Linked DNA regions of Mus musculus: region 2 is linked to region 1. The links are chromatin contacts, called in public ChIA-PET maps. All regions are on one chromosome and are shown on one strand. Each heading gives the region's core, a stretch centred on a gene start, on an enhancer-like site or on the middle of the called end of the contact. The rest is flanking DNA. Distances are from core to core; before and after follow the strand shown.

Region 1 (5,256 bases), core at 884-3,383:
TTTCCGGAGAGGAAACGGGGGCCTTTCCCACATTAATATTTCCTCAATATGGTTTCATCAGTCAACGGACTTGCCTGGGATGTCTGCCCCATTCTGTGCTTTGGAGGCAGGGGTGGGAGGAGGGGGTGTGTGGCTAGAGGAAAGATCAGGACAGAGAGCCTGGTCCTCAGAGAAGCTGTGGTATTCAGGTAGGCCTAGAAGAGGTAAGGTTGCGTGGGGCTTTGAAGTCAGGTTGGCTTGGGATGTGCAGAGAGAAAGGAGCTATACATTCAGCTTAGTGTTTGGAAATAGGCTCTTCTCGCTCAGGGATCCCTGAGCAGAGAGCGTTGGTTCCAAGACACACATCTGCTGCCCTCTGCAGCCCCTCCTTGGACAGGACACTCCACTACTCCCGGCTAGCATGCCACCTGCCCCAGTCTGACTCCCCTCCCCAGTATAAACCCAAGTGTTGTCTCAGGGACTCCGACACCACGCTGTACATCCTCAGCAGTCCAGGGTGCTTTTTATCAGGGAGACCGGTTAGCAGAGACCACATGCTCTGCAAGGAAATCTTCTCCTCTCTTGATGCAAAGGGCCAAGAGCCCCAGGGCTGGGGATATATGTATGGGTCAGTGGATCAAATGTTTGTGTGCGCAGCCTGAGTTGAATACAAGGAGGCAGACTAACAAAAAAGCTTGTTTGTCTATCTCATTGGGAAGTCCCAGGTTCAGTGAGAAACCCTGTCTCAAAAGATGAGGTGGAGAGTAAAGGAAGACACCCTACGCTAAACTCTACACACACACACACACACACACACACACACACAGAGAGAGAGAGAGAGAGAGAGAGAGAGAGAGAGAGAGAGAAAGGCATGCACACACGCAGAGCTCTAACACGTGCCTTGAAACTGAGACAAAGTTGTCACCACAGATTGGCTCTTCTCCAGAACTAGTAGATGCCCCGGACTCATTTGGTCATACCCATGAAGACACTGAGAACCCCAGGTCACACAACCTATAAGTGTAGTGTGGACCACAATGAAGGAAAGGGTCCTAGCAGTTAGTCTTTGGTGCCCCAACATTGCTGAAACGAGAGAAGCCGCCTCCGGCTCATGTTTGGTAGGTCACTGGAGGTTAGTGGGTGGTTTGCTAAGTCACCCCAGGTGCGAAGGGACCCATCATTTGGGCCTGACTAATGGAGATGAAAGGGGAAATTCACCGCAGGCAGCTCAGCTCTCACCTCTTCTCCATTTAGAAATCAAAACCGGGCACTTGAGAGTTTCGCTTGGCCCCAGGCAAGGGATGCAACTTTAAGGACAGATACATCTCTTTCCCAATCCTCTCATCTACAGCTCTGGAATCATCTGCTCCATTTGGCTTCAGAGCTGCTTAGTAACATGAAAACAACACAGTTGAAGGCTTGGCTGAAAGGGCCACTCACAGAGAGAAGCTGCGAGCTGACTCGAGCCCCAGACTCAACTTGGCAATAGACAAAATGGGAATATTCCACGGGCCACTCAGAGAAGAGCTAATACAGAGGCCCTGGCCACAAAGCAAAGAGCAGAATATCACCCTAGATTATCTCCCAGGCAAAGCTTCTCCTTCCTCTGTAACAGTGGCCCCTAGAAGTAGTACTAGCCTGCCTGCCTGCCTGCCTGCCTGCCTGCCTTCCTTCCTTCCTTCCTTTCTTCCTTCCTCCCTTCCTTTCTTCCTTCCTTCCCTCCTTCTTCCTTCTTTCCTCCTCTCTCCCTCCTTCCCTCCTTCCTTCCTTTTTTTTTTTTTACAAGATTTTTATTTATTTTATGTATGTGAGTACACTGTAGCTGTCCTCAGACACACCAGAAGAGGGCATAGGATCCCATTACAGATGGTTGTGAGCCACCATGTGGTTGCTGGGAATTTAACTCAGAACCTCAGGAAGAATAGTCAGTGCTCTTAACACCTGAGCCATTTCTCCAGTACCGCCCCCGCCCCCACTTCCTTCCTTTCAAGGGCATCCAGGTCATAATTTATAGGCATGGCGTGGAAAGATCAATTCCACTGAGAGAAGTTTTTATTACTCAGTTTCAAGAGAAGGAGACCTGCCAAGCTGTGCCACACAGAGTCACATGGGGAAGTCCCGGGGTGTGTCAGGAAGCAGAGGCTGCAGAAGAGTGTGTGGCCTGAAGCCTTCGCTGTGGTTTCTGCAGGAAAAGAGCAGAGTGGGGGCAAGCAAGCCCTAGCAAGCTTAGCCCTGATGAGCTGGCACAATATCAGTGGGCTCTGGGGTGACCGGAGTCTGTCCCGGCCGCCTGGTACCTGCCCAAGGGTGGCGTGGGGCAGGGAATGTTGGCTAGGTATGAGAGGATGAGGGAAAGGAAGGGATGGAAGAGATGGGCTAGGGGCTGGTTAGTGTGTTCATGACTGGTGTGCTTGCAGGCAGTCTCTAGGAAGTAGGCAGCCTTGGAAGGGACATTGTTCCAGAACAAGCACTCCTCGGGTTATCAAAGCATCAACACAAAATACAGGAGATAAAAATCATGACCAATCTACCCTGCACCCGATCTCTCTGAAAACTGCTCTTTTGAAGTCATTCAACATCCTCTTGTTCAGGTGCTTTCTTTGGGACTCTAGGACCTGCCCCGCCCCCACGCCCCCCCCCCCCCACCTACCGCCTCCCACTTAGCGCAAGCTGTGCCGCACAATTTAGCACCCAATTCCACGCTATCTTGTTCCCTAGCCATTCCAGGGTGCTTGCCCCAGTTTCCCAGTCCCCCTGGGAAGGCTCTGCTCGCCTCCTCCCTGCAATGGTGCATGTCCAACCCTGTACCCTGAGCTCCACCGTGTTCACTGGCATCAACACTTATCCTGTCTAGAGTACCACTTCTGATCACATTGCCTTTGACATATTTAGAATGGGTAGCCAGGCTGACAATCACGGCCTTCCTTGTCCCTCTCAAAGACTACTCCTTCTGCTTGCACGGGCCAAGCAGCTTCCTCCAATAGCCACATACCCCCCAGCATTGACCACAGGCCACTACTCACCATCCACAGACTCCCCTCTCCCGCCTCCCAACATCCTCCACTGCCTTCCCTTTCATCAAACAGCCTCTTCCTTCTTCTCTCCCACAGCAAAGTGCTCTGTAGTTTCCAAACTGGCTTAGGCCACAAGATGTCTTCCAGAGAGACTGCAAACTTACCTACCATGAGTTTATTGACCTTGGTTGGGATTGCTCATCTTCCTGGCCTCAGTATCCTGCCAACTTGGATGATGAGTTGGATACATGACCACCAAGGCCCCTTTGGCCATCACCATCTGGAGTATTGACAATTACTATATAGCTCTTTCTTGGCCTAGGCAAGAATGGCTCCTTAGATAGCACAGTGGCAAATGAAAGAAACCGTGACGGCTGATATACCTTCTCCCCAAAGCCAGCACCATATGCCATGTAGAAGCCTTCTTTCCATTCTGTACTGTTGACCATGCTGTTGATAGTTTCATAGCAAAAGATAACTCAACCCACTCAAGACTGACCAGGCAGACTCCTCCTTCTCTCTACTCCTTCCTTTCTTGTCTTTCTGTTAGGTATTGTAGGAAGCTGTAGAAGGATAGTACTAAATACCCCCAAGAAACTCAAAACCCCATGGAGAAATGAAATAAACATACACACGTGCATATACATAAACATGGCATACCATCTGAGAATTGCTGAGGAAGCTACACGATGCCATAGCCCAATGGCCTGGTACTCTGGCCAGTCTGGGATGCTGCTTGTAATCCCTGCTGACATCTGACTCTCAGTCTCTGGCAATACACAATGTGAAGTCACATACAGGAACCCCATGTCTACCACCTCAAAAGAACTGTGTTGTAAATTTTGGGCTAGGTGGGATGTGTCTGATGCTGTTGCCATTATAAATATTCCACATTGTGGTCCTCTTAACCACAGAAAGGTTCTGAAATCACTGCGCCTCCACATCTAAGACCCACATTTTAAAATGTCCTTGACACTTAGAAACACAAAAGCCATCATGTTTGTACTGATACTTGCTCCAGAAAACATGGCAGATTCACTTATATGTTAAAGGGTTATGAAACTGCAATGAAATAATATCCAATAAATGTGAAGATTTTTATAATGTTTCAGAAAAGAAATGAAAAGCTTGAAGGGGTAGGTAGATGTTAGATACATGATTATGTAAGTAGATAGATAGATAGATAGATAGATAGATAGATAGATAGATAGTGTTCATAAATTGATAGTCTCTAAATTAATTTGTTTGATATACATAAATTTTATTGGAATACAATATAAATTTTTATAGACTGGAGAGAAAGCTCAGCAGTTAAGAGTACTGGCTGTTCTTCCAGAGGACCCAGGTTTAATTCTCAGTACCCACCTAGTGGCTAGCAACCATCTTTAACTCCAGTTCAAAGGAACCTAACAGTCCTTTCTGGCCTCTATGGACACCACACACACACGGTGCACAGACATACAAGTAGGCAAAATACCCATATACACACAATAAAAATAAATACAAATTTTAAAATGTTTCTATTAGAGCTTAAGGTATCAAATATTGAGTAGGAGGAGAAGGAGAAGAAGAAGAACGAAGACTCATAAGGACTATTCAAGAAAATTTTGCCAAAGAGGACTCATGGAGCTGTTTGGCTGACATTGATGCATATTGGGAAACTATAGTATGTAGTGTAGCTATGGTGGAAGAATCACAGATATATCCTTGAGGTGGAACAGGAAGACCCAGAGCCAACTAGAATACTCAGCCCAGTGTGAAGAGGGACTGAGTCTGCAAACAAAGCACTTGGGAGGAGCCGCGTCTGTAGCTCGGTGGTAGAGCGCTGGCCCAGCGTATTGAAGGCCCTGGGTTCACTTCCCAGTGCAACGACAGGGCTATTAATGTTCCTTCCCAACCCATAATCACAGTAAATCCAAAATTAGCCATGTGAAATCAGATATGTGAATGTTAACTTTTAATGTTAGATCATAAGAGAATAAAATGCACTCACACTTGTTACGCAGCTGTGTAAAACCCTTGAAACCATAAATATAAAAAACCTTCAAGGGCCGATTAAAAGAAAATGTACTTTGGGAAAACTCGATGTACCGATGACAAAATGTCACTGTCACGGACATACACAGCTATCCCTAGCGGGGCTGCAGGAAGGGAAAAAAATGAGCAGCAGGTTAAATGCTCAGGACAGTGTCTGTCACAGTGGGCACTCAATACATTTTAGCAGTTATCAAACTACTTTAGCACTCAATAGAAAAACATTAGA
Region 2 (4,917 bases), core at 1,224-3,723, 200 kb after region 1:
CAGCTGCAGTCTTAGGGGTGAGGCGCTCTGTCGGATCTTGCTTTGGGCCTCCGCGTGTAGCATGTTCTCTGCACTCTGTCCATTGATGGCCACAATGATGTCGCCAGGCCGGAGATCAGCTGCTTCAGCCTTGCCCCGCTCTGTGACCTAAAGAGATGAGAAGCCAGATGCTGGCTGCTGAATACCCACCCTGAATAGGAGTATATTTGAGGAGACTGGAGCAGAAGGGTCCTCAAGGTTTCCTCTGCTGCCCAGGAAATGCAGAAACAAGACAGTACACCTCTACCACCTTTTTCTCTGTCTTTCCTGGTCTTGCCAGCTTCTCAGCTAATCCCTTACAGGCTTGAGTGGCAACCTCCCCCCAAATCCCCCATACACTGGCATTCAAACATGGGCCTCCCAAGGAATGTGATGGCAGAATGTCAGGAACTGAGCTTGGGAATACTTCTGGATAGAGAACCCTGCCCGTGCAAATCATACCTTGCAGGTGGCTGCCTAAACACCACCCTTGCCCTGAGTGCTCTCCAGCCAGGACCTGGGCCCGAGCCTGGGTGAAAAAGAAACTAGCAAGCTCCCAAGAGCAAGCAGAAGCACCTGCCCTGTGTAACTACCCTAAATGGCTGCCGGCAGGTGTGAGGGTTGAGACTTAGGGCAAAGGGCAGGCCCTGTCCTTGGTCCCCTTCCTTTCATCTTCTAATGGCCCTCCTAAAGGAGCCCTCACATACTCATGCCACAAAGCACAACTGTTCCCCTGGCCAACATTGCCCCAGAAGACTCCAGGCTCCAGAACAAATTGGGGAAAGTACCCGTGGGGAACAAGACCCCCTTTCAGGGGGTAGCTAGCTCCTTATCTCCTAAAAACAGCCCTTACCTTGGTCACAATGATGGGTGTGTGGAAATCTCTGCCCCCGCTAATTCGGAAGCCCCAAGGTGCTGGTCCTGCCACATCCACAGTCAACGCCATGCCTGAGGAAGAGAAGACTGGGAGGTGGGGCCCACTTCCACAGTACACCCCAAAGCAAAGGGAGAAGACGGTGGCTGGTCTCAGAGCAGCCCAGCAGGGCCTGGGCCTGGCGGGTGGTGACAGAGGAAGTGACTAAGTCCCTCCCTCTTCTAAGAGTTTCACTTCCCCCCACCCTGGGAGGCCTTGAAGACTCTGAGTTCCCCCTTCTAGGGTCTTCAGACTAGTAGATCCCCTAAGACAGGCAGCAGTCCCACTGACAAGAGGTCAGACTTCCATACAAGTGCTTGGTGGAGAACTGTGGGAAGGAATTAGCAGGTGGTAGGAGTGAACGCACCCCGCACCCCTTCACTACCTGTTTCCTGTTCCCTAAACGAAGAGCACAAAATACTTTCTACACTCTGTATAGAGTATACAGGAGGACAGCAAGCCTCAGGATAGCCCCACCAGACAGCAAGAAGTTAGCAGAGGCTGGGGCTGGCAGGTGTCAGACTAAGGTCTTCAGAGGGGCTACCTGGCTCCCTGCCTGACCCCAACAGCTGGGTTCAGATGAACAAGAGGAAGCTTGCTACCTCCTCTAGGGGCCTGCTGCACCCTAGTGAGCAGCCTGAGAAAGGAGGCCAAGGCTCATCTGCCAAGGGAAGCACACCCACACCCACAGCCACCCTGGTACTGGCCAGCAGGGCAAGTTCATGATGCTGCCAGTTTGGCCACAAACTTCTCATCCACAGCCCCCGCTGACCCACAAGGGAGTGTCCTTGTGGACCAGGCCCTCCTAGGATTTCCTGAGCCTCTAGATCTGGAGCCAGGAGCCAACCCAGGCAGGAAGCTGCAATGCCAGCCTGGGCACCACCCAGCCCAGCACCCATCCTCAGGCTGTCCCTGGGGAGATATGGGTCAGCAAGTATGTCCAATATCTCAAGAACATCAAGGCCTGGGGGGAGGGGGAGGCTGTCCAGGCCAGCAGTCCGACTGTCTTGTCCCCCAGGCAACTGGCTTTGCCTTTCACCCAGGCCCAGCCACGGTGTCCCAGGCTGATCACAGAAAGACTGAAAACGCCCTGAGATTCTCAGACCTTTGAGCCGACCAGTGGACTCAGTGAACTGCCTAGCTGTCAGTCTGGCTGTCCCCAGTACCAGTTCTCAAGCTTGCTTCCCAACAAGTCCAAAATACCCCGGGGCGGAGGGGGTTGGGGGTGGGACTGGGACTGGGACTAGAGGACGAGTGTCTGGGTCAGGGGAGAACCCAAGCCAAGGGGTATCCAGGTCGAAGAGAAGTTTCAGGGAAAAGGGGCTTTGGGCCGAGGGTAGGGTCCGGTGAGGAGGAGATCGCCGAGGGCGGTGGCCCGCGGAGGGTGCAGGTGGGCGCGCGCTCACCTGGCTGCCGCTTGCCTGTCGGGCTGGGCGGTCAGGCCAGCCAGGAAAGGGAAGGAGGGAGGGAAGAACGGAGGGAGTAAGGACGAGGAGCCGCCGCCGTTCCACCGCAGCCGTCTGTCCGACTCTAGGGAGAGCTCGCCCGGGGCTCCCAGACCTGCCTCCGCCCATGTGATCCCGGGGCCGCCCCTGCCGCCGCCCCTGGCCCGGGAAGCCGCCTCCTCTGCGCTGCCGAGCCGGGGCGCCGCCACCTGGCCCGCGCCTTGTGGGGGAGCTGGAAGTGGGCGAGCGAGAAGAGCAGACCCTCCTGAAAACCGCCTCTAGACTGAGACCCTTCCGAGGTGTCCACATCCTCCGGACTGTCCCTAAGCACAGGGGGTCGGTTCAAATGACAAACCATCCCCACGGTGCGCAGTATACAGAGACTGCGTCCCACCCCACAATAGGAAAGGATCCCTCGATGTCGCGGTCCCCAGACCTCTGTCAGACAACCGCTGGCTTGATGGACCTGTCTGTGGTCCATCCGATTCTTCTGCCCACTCCTGGCTCCGATGTTGGAGCAGATACAGTCCCGATACCCACACATCTCAAGCCTGGGCCACACCTCCACCCTCCTATCTCTTCCCAGACAGATGCCCCTGGCTTTGTACTGCCAGCGCAGTGACTTAGCCCCAGATACCCCCGCAAGCCTGCCCTGAGCAGGGAGACATGCCCAGACCCAGAGGAGATAGAGAGCACTTGGCAGGGTCATCAGGCACCTCCTCTCCCACCATTCTGCCTGGCATGGGCCAGCTCTAAGCACTACGGAGGACCCTGTCTGCCCAATTCCTATGCCAGACTCCATGACTCAGGGCAACGGTGTGGAGGTGGGGAGAGCAGGTGTAGGCCCAGGAAGGAGGAGCCATCTGACCAGAGGGTCCCCCAGAGCTATACCTGGCAACTCTTGCCCTGGGGAGTTGAGAGCCCACGCAGCTGCCTCCTGCCTCTTCAGTTGCTCTTACAACTTGGCACAGCGTAGAGCACACCTGTGGACCCAGCTGTAACCTGCCTGCCTCGGGTGTGAGTCATTCTCTCCGAGTTCCCCAAGAGAATTGCCCTCGCCACCCTCACCATCCTCCTCACCTACGACGCGCATCGGTGTGGCTCAGAGTCTCTGCACTTCCCAGCCAGCCAGGTTGCCTCCCTGGCCCCACCTCCCACAGTCTCTCCTTGGGCAGGTAAATGGCTCTACCACAGACTAATTCCAGGGGCCTCCAAGAGGGGCCCCTTGTCTGCTGCACCTGCTCTCCCTCCGCAGCTAGTTTGGAAGCCTTTTATGTTTGTTTGGTTTGGTGCTGGGGATTGAAGACAGGGCCCCAGATCTGTACGTATTCTCCCTTTTAAGCTCTACCCTCAGTTCCCTGAAAACCTCTTGAGCAGCCCTCGGGTAGGGCAGGCACTGCCTGGGGTTCACACTGTCCGATCCTCGAGTGTCATGGCTTCCTTTAACTGTGTGTGTGGTGTTGCGTGGTGTGCTGTTTACTTTTTGTCGACTTGATACAAACTAGAGTTCTGTGGAAAGAGGGAATCTCACCTCACCGGGCAATTGCTTCCCTCAGACTGTCTTGTGGGCGTGGCTGTTGGGGGGAACATTTTCTTGATGGCTGATTGATGCGGGAGGGCCCAGCCCACTGTGGGCGGTTCCATCCCTTGGTAGGTGGTCCTGAGTGGTATAAGTAAAGCAGGCTGTGCAAGCCCTGAAGATCAAGCCCCATCGCTCCTGCTTGACTTCCTGCCTGGAGTCCCTTTGATGATGGACTGTGTTGTGGAACTGTAAAAACCCTTTTCTCCCCAAGTTGCTTTTGGTCATGTTCTATCCCAACAATAGAAACCCTGACTCTGACAGTGTTTTACCACAGCAACTGGGAAACAAAGCCAGGAAAAGCAGTTTCCACAGCTCTTTGGGGGCCTCGGTCCCCGCCCCCCCCTCCCGTCCCCCGTCCCCCGTCCCCCGTCCCCCAACCAGTAATGTTCATCTTACTCTCTTGTTAAACACCTGATTTCCCAGAGGAGAAGTTCAAGGATTACAAAGCAGAAAGGTTGAAGGATGTGGTAGGGAGGGGAGACAACAGAAAAGAATTCACCTCCATCTCATCCAATCAATGATTCAAACAATCTTAAGTGTTTATTGAGCACCTACTGTGTAACTAGTACAGTGCCATACTGTCCTCAGTGCCTCAGACAGGCTCTGTAAACACACAAAGGTTCGTCTGCAACTCTCCCTGCTCTGGACGGAGTATCCACAAATCCCATTGCAAAGTCAACTGACTAGCAGAAAGGACCTGTCCTGCTCTAAGTGATCCTGTGCCTGGTGCAAGTCACATCCTTCATCCAGCAGCCTCTGGATCTCTTCACCAGGTCGAGGTGCCAAAGTGGGCACCTCACAGACCTGCCTGGTGGCTGTGAGGGAGGTTCCAGAGCCTCATCAAAGAGGCTTGGATCTGTCCAGGAGTGGGGCGAAAATCTTTCAACCCTGAACTGTTTCATGAGGGCACCAAGGAATATAAAACACTAGGTTAAGGGATCAAAAGCAGGCCACCAGGG

What was found. ChIA-PET counts read pairs in DNA pulled down with a chosen protein or histone mark.
Region 2: an RNA polymerase II ChIA-PET map of memory CD8 T cells shows a contact between it and region 1, with 8 read pairs. The contact joins the promoter of Pdlim2 here to the enhancer-like site in region 1. A contact is called at or near these places in 3 of 39 promoter capture datasets (the HPC-7 cell line, embryonic stem cells and pre-B cells), 1 of 115 datasets of contacts at active chromatin or transcription factors (memory CD8 T cells) and 2 of 9 other capture datasets (adipose tissue and liver).

The regions. Positions count from the first base shown.
Region 1 is chr14:69,977,023-69,982,278 of GRCm38.p6, forward strand. All of the region lies in intron 4 of Pebp4 (phosphatidylethanolamine binding protein 4), which reads left to right. All of the region lies in intron 1 of Gm41198 (a long non-coding RNA gene), which reads right to left. Among named protein-coding and RNA genes, the nearest start is that of Gm41198, 16 kb to the right of the region's middle. Within about 2 kb of position 2,134, at least 75 of the 459 cell types and tissues checked have an H3K27ac peak or open chromatin away from gene starts, as enhancers often do. A contact at or near this core is called in the HPC-7 cell line, adipose tissue and memory CD8 T cells, where this site is marked.
Region 2 is chr14:70,174,342-70,179,258 of GRCm38.p6, forward strand. It overlaps Pdlim2 (PDZ and LIM domain 2), which reads right to left and starts at 2,474. Exons shown (of 10, transcript NM_001253736.1): 1 at 2,338-2,474; 2 at 872-966; 3 at 1-147. The coding sequence starts at 964.